Linked DNA regions of Mus musculus: region 2 is linked to region 1. Evidence: chromatin contacts called from public Hi-C data. All regions are on one chromosome and are shown on one strand. Each heading gives the region's core, a stretch centred on a gene start, on an enhancer-like site or on the middle of the called end of the contact. The rest is flanking DNA. Distances are from core to core; before and after follow the strand shown. Region 1 overlaps Fam107b (family with sequence similarity 107, member B). Region 2 overlaps Frmd4a (FERM domain containing 4A).

Region 1 (5,753 bases), core at 1,240-3,739:
TCAGCTTGAGTCTTACGTGGTTTGGAAAGATGGACCACTGCCATGTTTCCAGAGTAGAGAGTACTCCTTTTAAAGGACAGTGTCACAGCAACTGAAATTGGCTCACTCTCCAAGCAAGCTACACGCTGCCACTACAGTCAGATCTGGGGATACCCTCAGCATTTGATGGGCATGGAAATATATTGGTTCCTCCTGTGTGGATGATCATTCTCTTGGTATACCATAGCGTGCTTCTGGAAACCACATTATGACAAGGATCATCATCACAACGGTTCTAAGAGTTGGGCATTCCTCCCACAGTGCCTTAAGTAAAGACCATGCTTTTGACTGTGCAGTTGGTGTCAAGTAAATCTTGGCTCTGACCATAAGGTATTGAAAAAAGATGAAACCTGGAATGATAGAAGATTTTGACATTGTAAAGTGATGCTAACAAAAGCCACAGAAAGCAGGAGGCCATCTGATTTAATCCATTTTTGAGGGGGTTGGGCAATGGTGGGCAATCTAATGCTTAGATGTTTAGGGAGCCTTCCCGAGACTGCACAACTAGTGGTGGTTGCTTGGAGTCTAAACTCACAGTAGAAAAACACCCTAATACCTAATGTTTATGTGAATACTAAATGATATAGGACTATAACTAACGTGTCTTCACTAAAGCAGAAACATTCCATAATCACCAGCTCACAAATACTTGATCATACTAACAACAGTGGTCCTGCCTCTCTTCCTCTCTTACTATTTTAATGTCTTTTTTTTTTTGTTGTTTTTGTTGAAGGAATACAGTATTTTATTGCCCCAAAACATTCTTTCCAGGGCCTTCTGTGTACCCTGAAGAGCTGTATGAATTTTTTTTTTAATTGGTAATTTCTCCCAGCTTTTAAAAAGGCATTGCATGAGCTTTGGGCTGCTAGCTGCTTCAAGTTTCCTAGAAAATGTCTAGGTATATTTGGACGGATAGTATGTTTTAATAAGTATCTTGAGCCAACTCACATGCAAAAGAAAAAAAAAGAAACAAATCGTTCCTTTGATCATTTCTATTTCATAAAATCACTACATAGTCTTTAAATACTTGAACAGTCACCAGGAAATTGACTTGGGAGCCACCAGGGAATTGCTCATCCCTTTCTTTTCCCTACACTGGGCAGTTCTAGACCTGAGGCTTTCTGAAGGTACCTCTGGGGAAGTGTGTGGATGGTAGGTGGGGAGGAATTCAGGCCCTAAGTCACCCACTCTGGTGAGAGGGAGGGAGAGAAAAGGTGTCTGGTGCCGACTTCCTGAGGTTAGCCTTAGTTCCTTGAGGCAGCGAAGGCTGCAGTCACCCCTTCCCTGTGCAGCACAGGAAGCTCAGAGAGCTTGCCCCAGAGCTGTTCATTAGACTAGTTAACCGTGTTACCAGAGCGCTCCAGGATCAGATGGAGAACAGCATCCACTCGGATACGGTTTGTTCTCTGATCCATGATTCATACAGTTTGTGGTAAAATAGAAACACGCTTGGCTTTGCAGCAGCACTCCTTAGATGTGCCCAGAGAACGCTTGTTTGCTTTCAGTGCCCCTAAATTACAATTCTTTGTGCACTTCCTGTTTCACAGTTAATGGCTGAGATCTGTGACTCTAGCAACACTGTTGTTTTTCACTCCAGTCCGTTTCTGCTAGAAACTACGCAGCCTGTGTACTGTCTGGAACATGTTGCACGCATGTGCTTTGAGAAGAACAGCATGCATAGCTGACTAATTTCAAAAACAGCCTATTTATAGTCCTTCAGAGTAATTGTCAGACACTTGGTCTGTGCGCTTTTGCTCACGTCATGTGGATCAACATGGCTTTTTAAATGGAGATAAATTGTTTTTTATGTGTGGGTGATTCATTTGATACTTCTCTATAAATTCATACCCCAACTGTGTCTCTGAAGTGTGTCACTGCAGTAATAGCCCAGGGAGGAGTTTTCAACAATTAGCATTGGATTCAATATGAGATGGTGCTTTAGAGAACTTACAACTCTGTGTGTGTGTGTGTGTGTGTGTGTGTGTGTGTGTGTGTGTATGTGTGTGTGTGTGTAGAAAAGGGAGGGAGGGAGAGAGGGCTGGAGGGAGACTATAGTGTCTGTATATGGGTGTGGAGACCAGAGGAGGATTCTGAAACTCCCTAATGTATTCGTATGCCCTTGACATAGTCTCTTACTGAGCCTGAGCTAGCCTGATAGTGAGTGAGCCCCAGCAACACACTTGCCTCTCCTTCCACTGAACCCCAGAGTGCCTGGGATACAGGGATATGCATGGCCACCTGGCTGGATACAGGGATATGCATGGCCACCTGGCTGGATACAGGGATATGCATGGCCACCTGGCTTCTCAGTGTCCTCATGCTTCATCTCTCCCTAGCTCTTACTTTATAAAACGTGCTGAAGCTGTGGAGTCACACAGGACCTAAAGGACTCTCGTCCTTGACCTCTAACTTACAACAGCATTGTTGGCTGTCACACATGGTCTTGCCTTATCATACCTAGCCCATGTGCTTGCCACCACAGAGAATACAAACAGGAACAGGAAACGGAAGTCACTAGTTACTGAGCTGGTGATGGTTTTATTGCGAGGAAGAAATGATGAAGTTTGAAATTCTGTGTGGAAGAATCAGGTTCCTGTTTATCTTGTAGAAAGTCTAAAACATATTAGGTATTAGAAATAGTTTCTCATATTATATACAAAAGCCTCGGCATTTGTTTACACGGTTGAGAACTTTCTTTGCTGTTTCTCCATTTTGACTTTTAGGGCCGAGAGACACCCTGTGGTTGAATATATTTGTGAGGTTTTTGTAAATAAATATAAGAGAAATGTGTTTTTGTAGATAAACATGAGAATAAAACATGAGTTGTTCTCATGGTGGGTGACTGAGACATCTCAAACATCACCGTAGCCCTAGTCTTGCAGGCTTGTGACATCACTTATTGGTTCTAACAGCGCACAAGAGAGAGTAAGAACTTGATGTTGCCTAGAACTGGGTGTTATGTGAGATGCCCTTTTCCCTCATGAACTCAGGAGTTCTCATCTTTGCTTTCTGCCCCTCAATGAGCTGGCAGGTAAAGTGTAGGCACCATGTCTATGTGTAGGTGCCAGTAGCACCCTCCTTGTGTATTTCCCCAGGATGGTGTCATGATGTGACTTCGTACATGACTGTTGACGTGGCTGTCCAATGGCATGAGACTTTTGATCTCATTGGTACTCAAGAGAATTTGTCTCAGATTTGGGCTCTTGTGCTTTAAGCAGTGGTAGAATAGAGATAAGAGGGGCAGAGGGCTCAGGCTGGAGCTTTGGGATCATCTTTGCTAGGGTTTCTGTTGCTGTGATGAAGCACATGACCAAAAACCAACTGAGGAGGAAAGGGTTTGTTGGGCCTATCCTTCCAGCTTGCTGTTCATCATCAAATGAAGCCAGGACAGGAACCTGGAGGCAGGAGCTAATGCAGAGGCCATGGACTGATGCTGCCTACTGCCTTGCTCCCATGGCCTGCTCAGCTTTTCTCCTCCCCCAATAACCCAGGACCACCCACAGGGAGCTGAGCCTTCAACCATGAATCAAGAAAATGTCCTGCCAGGCAGTGGTGGCATATGCCTTTAATCCCAGCACTTGGGAGGCAGAGGCAGGCGGAATTCTGAGTTCAAGGCCAGCCTGGTCTACAGAGTGAGTTCCCTAACAGCCAGGGCTACACAGAAAAACCCTGCCATGAAAAACCAAAAAAAAAAAAAAAAAAAAAAAAAGAAAGAAAGAAAGAAAGAAAGAAAGAAAAAGAAAAAAGAAACTGGCCCACAGCAGGCTGGCCCACAGCCTGATCTCATGTTCTTAGTTGAGGTTCTCTCCTCTTAGATGATGTTAGCTTGTGTGACATAAATCTCTCCAGCATAAAAGCTAATTGAAGAATGGAGGGGACACCTCTCGGCATAAAAGTGTGGGTGGCTGTTAGTTTGGGCTGCTAGATGTTGAGTGTCTTAAGTGACCATCATTCCCTTCTTATTTAGAGGCAGAGAATGCCAGGATGAAGGCACTGTCAGGGTCAGAGTTAGGAAGGGCCTGCATTCAGGTTTATGGATACTTCTTGCTATATCCTGACATGGCAGAGAGGAAAAGTAAAACACTTTTCTTCATCCCTTCTCCAAGGGTGTGAATTCATCACAAGGGCTCGACTCTGCATTTCCTTCACAATGTCCCACTTCCAAATACTATGGCATTTTGGCTTAGGGTTCAAAAGGATAGATTTAGGAGTGACACAAGAGACGATCTGTGGTGTAACCAAAGCGATCAGTGGTTTACACTCCAAGGGAAGGTGGCAAGGTTGGTTCTGAGATACAAGGAGGTGTTCTGCAGAGAAGGGAGGTCTTCAGGGGTCCAGGATGGATGTGGAGGTGAAGGGTTGGGAGTGGGAATGGGAGAAGGAACAGTGTTGGTAGAGGTCAGGAATCTAGCACATAACCAACCAGAACTGGTCACCCAAAGCCAGGAGAGCACTGAAGCTGAGAGGTGACCTTGTCTAGGGTGTTTGCTGTTTCTCACAGGCCTGCTACTTGAGAAGTGTTTGCTGGTTGAGAGTAGCACTATGCTCAAGCAAGTGAGATCCAGGGTCCCGTGTTAGTGGCAGGCGGAGAGCAGGAAAGAAACTAGCACAGGGTCAGTATTTGTCCAGGCTTGAGTGATTAGTCCAGGTATTGTTAGTAACAGCGTCTTTGTGCACTCTTAAAGCAGTGATGTGAATGTAGTTGTTAAATACAGACACCCAGCGTGCATGCACATGGTTGCAGAGAGATACTCATTGCGTGTGTGAGTGAAGATTTGTCCCACAGGGGCTTCTGTGGTGTGTTGACCGTCATTGGAGAGACCTGGTTGTTCTCTTTGCATATTTACTGTTTGAATTCTAAAAGACACTGTGCCTTGTGGTTCCCTGAGCTCTCTTCTCTGGGTTTGTTTTAGATGACTGTCTGTTTGCTCAGCTAATATGGAAACTTGAGTCCAGCATATTGCCATGATATCTGTTATTGTAGCTCTTCTGGATTCTCTTAGGAGACAGTGGTCTTTTCTGGGAGCTCCTAGGAGCTTAGTAAACCCCTTAAGACATAGCTGGCTAGGACTGTATAGAAAAGGAGGCAGGGGAATGCAGAAGAAGAAGGAGAGGACGCTGAGTTCTTTTACTTTCCAGCCTGGTGAGAATTGGTTTGGGAAGCCTTATTTTCCTTGACTTCTGGGAAGGTAGGGGTGAGGGAGTGAGGTCAGCGGGAGGAGTCTGGGGTCCTCAGAGTTGCTTCTTCAGGCAGAAAGTGCCCCAGGCTTATGGTACTTGTGGTGCTTCAAGAGTGAGGTTTTTATTTGAGCCGTTTTATTTGAAGGCTACCATATGTAGATTATTACCATGCCCGAGGTGTCTTTGTTTGTGGTGCAAGGGGATGGAAGACCCTGGGTCCTGAACGCTGTGGGATGGGAAAGCGTTCCCATGGGACATGCCTTTCCCACCGTGGGGTTGTTCCTGTGCTCACTTGATTATGCATTGAGGTTTTCCAGGTCTGGCTAGAAACAGGAATCTGTTGTTCCAATCTTTGAGTCCCCTGTAGGGCTTTCCTGCTTCCTGAAGTTGGGCTCCTGACACTGATGTGGCTGTACTCAGGCGGATGTGGGGTTATCTCCACGGGGGCTGAGTGCGCTTCAGAACGCCCTGTCTAGCTCACTCCCCTCAGCTGGTGCTTGTCGGAAGCTGAGATCTGCAGGAGTAGCTGGGAA
Region 2 (5,753 bases), core at 1,796-4,295, 500 kb after region 1:
GTGATAAAATATTTTTAGAAGAGAGAGAAATAAAAAGAGAAAACTAAGATTAGTGGGCTCTGGAAAGAGGTGAAACTCCTCTTTTAAGACTTTGGGAATCTGTCCATTTTTAACTCTCTTTTCCTGAAATCCTGTTCACACTTTGCAGTTAAAGCAGGTTTGGTGCCATTTGCTGTCTCGCTGGTCTGTTCGATCGAAACCTCAGCTCAGCCACTTCAGTGTTAACTCTAATGGATACTTAATGTGGGCAATTCTTTTTAACAAAATCAGAAACTGGTATGGTTTACATATGTACTGGCCTGTCGGCTCCTGTGTTTGAACTCTAGCAATGAAGCTTAAAGAGGCTGGGGGGGGGGGTGCGGGGGGTGCTTAGGAAGTGTCCTTAGTTGGAGGAATGGGCTCATTGGGTATGGGAGTAGGTTTTGAAAGGTTATAGGCAGTGGGCTCACTTCTGAACCAAGCTCTCCACTTTCTGGTTTGTCGGGATGTGACAAGCCTTGAAGTCTTAAACACAGTCCTGTGGCTACACAGTGCCCCAGCCTCCATGCCTTCCTCACCATGATGAACTGTGTCCTCTTTAGCCATGAGCTCACAAACCCTTCCTCCCTCAAGCCATATCCATCATGCCTGCTATTCAGTCACAGTAATGAGAAGAGTAATATAAAAAGCTTGAGAATTCTCACCAACCAAAAGATGTATCTCGAGGCACTGAGCCCAGCCTATGGAGTTCACTAGTCACAGTTATAAAGTTAAAAGATTTAAAGTACTTGAGATACCTCATTGGCAAGTTGATTCCCTTGCTAATAAGGACCTTTGATCTCTAAACAATTGCAGATGCTTCAGGTGACACACCAAATTCTAACCCCATTCCATTTCCCTCGACCAGAGTCTACGATTTCTGACTGAGTCCTTCTCAGGTCCACTGTACCTTCCCCAGGCCATGTGCCCATACCACGTGTATGTCACCAACATACAGACAGTGGTGGTGTTCTCAGGTTCTCAGCCTCCCACCCGTGTGTGTGTGTGTGTGTGTGTGTGTGTGTGTGTGTGTGTGTGTGTGTATGTGTGTGTGCCCCTTCCTCCTGAGGATTCTGCCGTAGCAGTGAAACACGCATCCACTAGGCTACCAAGCACTTCTCTCTCGGCCATGTTCTTCCCATCTTGTGTGAGGCGGAGCTATAGGAAGTGTGACTTGCTCATGATCTATGACCAGCACAAATATTCTGTCTTGGTGATCCTGTAGCTTCCAGGTCTCAGGCAGAAATAAGAATATCTTTTAGACAAAACATCAGCTTGGAGCCTCTCCGCCAGTCACTATTCAGAGGGTTTTTCCTCCCCAGTCATCCTTAGGTCTCTGCTATAAATACTCTCCCTGCTGCCAGCAACACGTTACTATTTTATACTTACTGTGTGTGCCACACAGTCACAGTGCCACCCACTCCAGAGACATTTCTGCTCTTCTCTTCCTCCCTGAGAATGTCACCTTCGCTCTCCCAGGGAATAACTGGACTTACTCACGTGGAAGAGTACAAGTCTCACAAAGCAATGTATGCCCAGGGGCTGAATTTATGGACTTAGAAAGATAGCACAAAACACGTTCTAGAAAATACCTGTGTATCTGACCTATGAGCCCTGGCTCTCTGCCATAGGCTGGTCCCATCCAGTCAGTGCACACTATGGCCAATGGCTCCCCTCAAGCGGCAAAGGAGAGATTTTCCCACAAGGGAAAACATTCCAGTAAAACTATACCTTCTTGGTTTTAATGGTTAAAAAGGGTGAATTTTTTTCCACCCTCAATAAATAAAGTGTTTTGAGGCCAAGACTCTCGGGAGATAATCATTATAAAAGCTGCCACAGAAACTAGCATGTTTGAAAACACAGAATGAAGCTGGCCTGATTCCCAGCACTCTGGGGAAGAAGATGGGGGGAGAAGGCCTTTGTTCTCCTACAGCAGGTGACAGCACACCGCTGGACTCGCCAGTCCTGTGTGGGAAATGGTGCTGATAAGCCGCCTCATGTTGTGCATGCATGGGGCTAGCTGCCCAGACCAATGAAGAACAGTTGGACAATGGATGGGAAGCTGGCCAGCAGCAATCACATTAGATACCCTTCCCTCCCCCGTGGAAATACCCTTTGAGAGCCAGCAGCAGATCCTGTGGGAAGAAGATGACACTGGGAGCCAACTGTGACAGGAAGATCAGCTGTGAGAGGAAAGAGATTTCAAGTTCTAGGGGCACTCCAAGAAAGTGGCTTTGAAGAGGTGGTGACAAGACTATAGGGGTTAAGGGGATGAGTCCCCACCACCTTCTTTCTCAACTAGGATTTCCTTACAGGTCTGTGATAGAGAAGACCTCTAATCCACCTTGCCTTTGATACCAATGTATCAATGACGGGGGCCCCGCCCTCCGCCGCCTCTGCGCCGTGTATTATCTTCCTAAGTGAACCATGAGGGCTGAGATAGCGGTGTTTGCTATAAGAAGCCTCCCTTCCCCCTGTGTTATTTTCATGGAACCTCCTAACAGCAGACCTGAACTGAAGGTTAGCGTAGCAGTGCTCAGAGGCAAGACATCATGAAGGAGGATGTAAAAAGAAGTTGTGTAAGGTGTGGGGTCAGATGAAGCCCTGGGGAGCTACTGAGAGTAGTTCCAGAATTAAATAGAAACCCAGGATTCCACAATCCCAACAGGAAAGAAACAGTCAGCATGTTGAGACAGAAGCAAGCCCCCCCCCCCACACACACACACATACACATACACACACCTACAGTGGTCTTCATGAGCCAAACAGCTGAGCCCAAAGACAGATCCTAGAAGACACATGAGCACAGCGCAAAGAGAATCTGGGGGATGGGCAGGCTGAAAGAGGTGAGCAAGGTCGGGCACACTTCAGAGTGACTGTCTCATTCATTGGGATCCCTCCTCTGCTCAGTGACATTGTCAGGCAGATGACACAAAGCCAGGCAGAATGGGTAATCTGCTGGTGACAGAATGAACCTCTAGAGGGAACTGCTGCAGGCTGGAAGGGCAGAGTGAGCAGGAGAGAGGAGAGATGTATGCATTTTCAGCTGCTAGGAAACAGCACCAAGGACTTCACTGACAATAAGCCCTGTGGTGTCCACACACAGCTGAAACCATTAAAAAGACCAATGCTCTCTAGCTCTGAGCACGAAGCTATCAGCTTACGATCAGGACAGGAAGAAGATCTTATCATAAGCATCTTGTAGAGAGTCACATGGCTGAGCTGGGGAGATGGCTCAGTTAGTGAAGTGCTTGCCATGGAAGCTCCAGGAGCCGAGTTCAATTTCCAGTTCCCATGGAAAGGGCTGGGAGTGATAGCATTTGTCTGTAATCCCAGCTCAGAGGAGACAGAGATAAGAGGGTCGCAGGGGCTTGATGGAAGCCAGTCTAGCCATTCAGGGAGCTCCAGATTCAGTGAGAAAGCCCGATGCCCAGGAGTAAGATAGAGACCCATAAAGGAAGAACTCAGTGATGGCCTCAGATCCTGCATGCACATTTCTACACACGTATATGCATCAACCCAGATGTGTGTGTGCAGAGGAACATGTGCATCTATCCAGATGTGTGTGTGCACATCAACATGTACACACACAAAGAAGTAAGACAGGTCACTCTGCTCTTGTCACTGTGCTAAGGACTATTGTGTTTAGAGAAGAAAATTTGAATTTTATTGGAATGGAGCTGAAAGTATTTGTCCAGAAAAAAAAAAAAAAAGACAAGAAAGATGTTGATAACTTTCTTCAGATATGCAAAGAAATCTCATATGATAAAAGGAGTGAGGCTGGGGAGGGAAGATCTGCAGAGAGGAAACTGCATTCAAGTTCTTGACCTTCCCCATCATTAAAATGTTCCAAAACCCACTATTTTCCCAGAAGCCGAGCAGGATGCTGCCTTCCTTACCACCCAGGTGCTAATGCAAGAGCCAGCAACTGTAAAGGGGGCTCGAGCATCCATCAGAGTGCCATATCTTCCTCTCTCTGCCAAGGGGTGTGGTGTGCATCACAAGGCAACCCAGAATGGATAAATAGATGATAGGTAGTCAGACAGGAAGTTCAGGCAGAGGACATCTTGATCTGTTTCCTCGTGCTGTAGTAGACTACCTGAGGCTGAGTTATTTACAAAACGAGCTTCATTATATTTGACCCATGGTGGAAATCAGAAAGGAATTAAAGACATAATAAAGTGAAGTTACAGCAAGAAGGGCATGGGTAGGGGAGCTTATATTTGTAACGACCCATTCTAGTGATAACAGACTCCATCCCCAAGAGAAAGGAAGCAAGCCACTCAAAATGCTCCAGCTGTGTAAGTCTGCCCTTAGGTCTGCCTCTCAGCCTGCCGGACCAGCAGAGGTCAGGGTAAGTTTCAGAAGAGACAAACTATACTAAGACCAAAGCTGGAGAGATACGTAAACAAATGACAGATATATGGATGGATGCAGGACACAGGATCTAATAGAAATAAATAAACAGAACCCAGCCAGGTGGCTCAGGGGCTAGAGGCACTTGTGAGCAGGCCTGAAACCTGGTCCCTATATTCATATTCACTCCCTCTCGCTCTGACACTCACACCCATACAAACACACACACAGATAAATAAATGCATATTTTCTTAAAAGTCTATCATGACTAGCCTAGGAAGACAAGTGACTTAGGACTTAGCTATATTGCATTGGGTCCAGGGCTAACCAAGGCACACTTTCTACTCGCAGAACGGGCAGGCCTGAGTCCTGAACAGAGATGTATACACTTACATAATGTGACTTCCAAACACCCAGCTGTGATTGGTTTGTTCAGTCTTTGATTTCCCTTTTCAATCACCTCAGCAAATCTCTCCACGGGGACTAAATTACTTTCCCCTTTCATAGATAAGGTCATTAGAGTACGGGAAAGTCAGAGGAATTTGCATCCCAGACGGTCAGCCTCCATAGCTGCTATTGTCCTCCCAGATACCAAGGGGACTTTATAAATATAAAGGGATCCTGTTTGCCCCCTTGTAAATAGCAAATAACCCCCACCTCCCCTTTGAGGTACAACAGAAGCTATGGTAACAGTCTCCTTCAAAGATAACTCTTAGTCTCTGTTTCCTCCTCCATTTTAGTGATGTAGCCTAGGTAGTACTGTCGTTTAGATTAGCTATTAGTTGCAAGTGACTTTGAAATCTATGTGGTATATAGACAAATCAAATATGGCCATATCTGGGTGAAAGGGCTTTATGCTTTGATGCCTGTTTCTCATGGAGGTAAACTGAGGTCAGTGAGCCATGGCAGCTGTTTGTGCTAACAGACTTGTCCATTCTGGATTCTACCAAGAACCAGTTTACTGAACACATCAGTCCACGTGGAATTGCTATCAATGAAAAGAAAACTGAAGAAGCCCAAATAGTAACAATAGCAGACTGTAGTTGTGCAAACGGATGCGATGGTCTGCTGTCTCGTTCTATCCTTACTTCAACATCTGACCCCAATTCGAGTAAGACATGTTGTACATCTCAGAGTATCTCTCACCCCAAACTACATGCCTACTCCAAACCAACCGCTTCCGATTTGCCTTCAATTTTCCCAGCATTAACACCAAAATTCCCAAGCCCAGAGGAGCCCCCTCAGTCTCAGGCAAACAAGAATGGTTTATTCCCAGCATTCACACACCATAAGCATCTGGAGTCATAGTCACATTGTTCTGAAGCTGGCAGAAGCAGAAACCTCCACACTCCAACTAAGATATCAAGAAGCTGAGCTTA

What was found. A called contact is a pair of places that touch in the nucleus more often than the background predicts.
Region 2: a contact with region 1 is called in a Hi-C map of cortical neurons, with 2.2 times the contacts expected there. The contact joins two enhancer-like sites. A contact is called at or near these places in 2 of 484 Hi-C or Micro-C datasets (both in cortical neurons) and 1 of 115 datasets of contacts at active chromatin or transcription factors (pancreatic cancer cells).

Annotation. Positions count from the first base shown.
Region 1 is chr2:3,725,277-3,731,029 of GRCm38.p6, forward strand. All of the region lies in intron 1 of Fam107b (family with sequence similarity 107, member B), which reads left to right. Among named protein-coding and RNA genes, the nearest start is that of Fam107b, 15 kb to the left of the region's middle. Within about 2 kb of position 2,490, at least 209 of the 459 cell types and tissues checked have an H3K27ac peak or open chromatin away from gene starts, as enhancers often do. A contact at or near this core is called in cortical neurons, where this site is marked.
Region 2 is chr2:4,225,731-4,231,483 of GRCm38.p6, forward strand. The region is part of intron 1 of Frmd4a (FERM domain containing 4A); the gene reads left to right. Among named protein-coding and RNA genes, the nearest start is that of Gm39752, 19 kb to the right of the region's middle. Within about 2 kb of position 3,046, at least 28 of the 459 cell types and tissues checked have an H3K27ac peak or open chromatin away from gene starts, as enhancers often do. A contact at or near this core is called in cortical neurons, where this site is marked.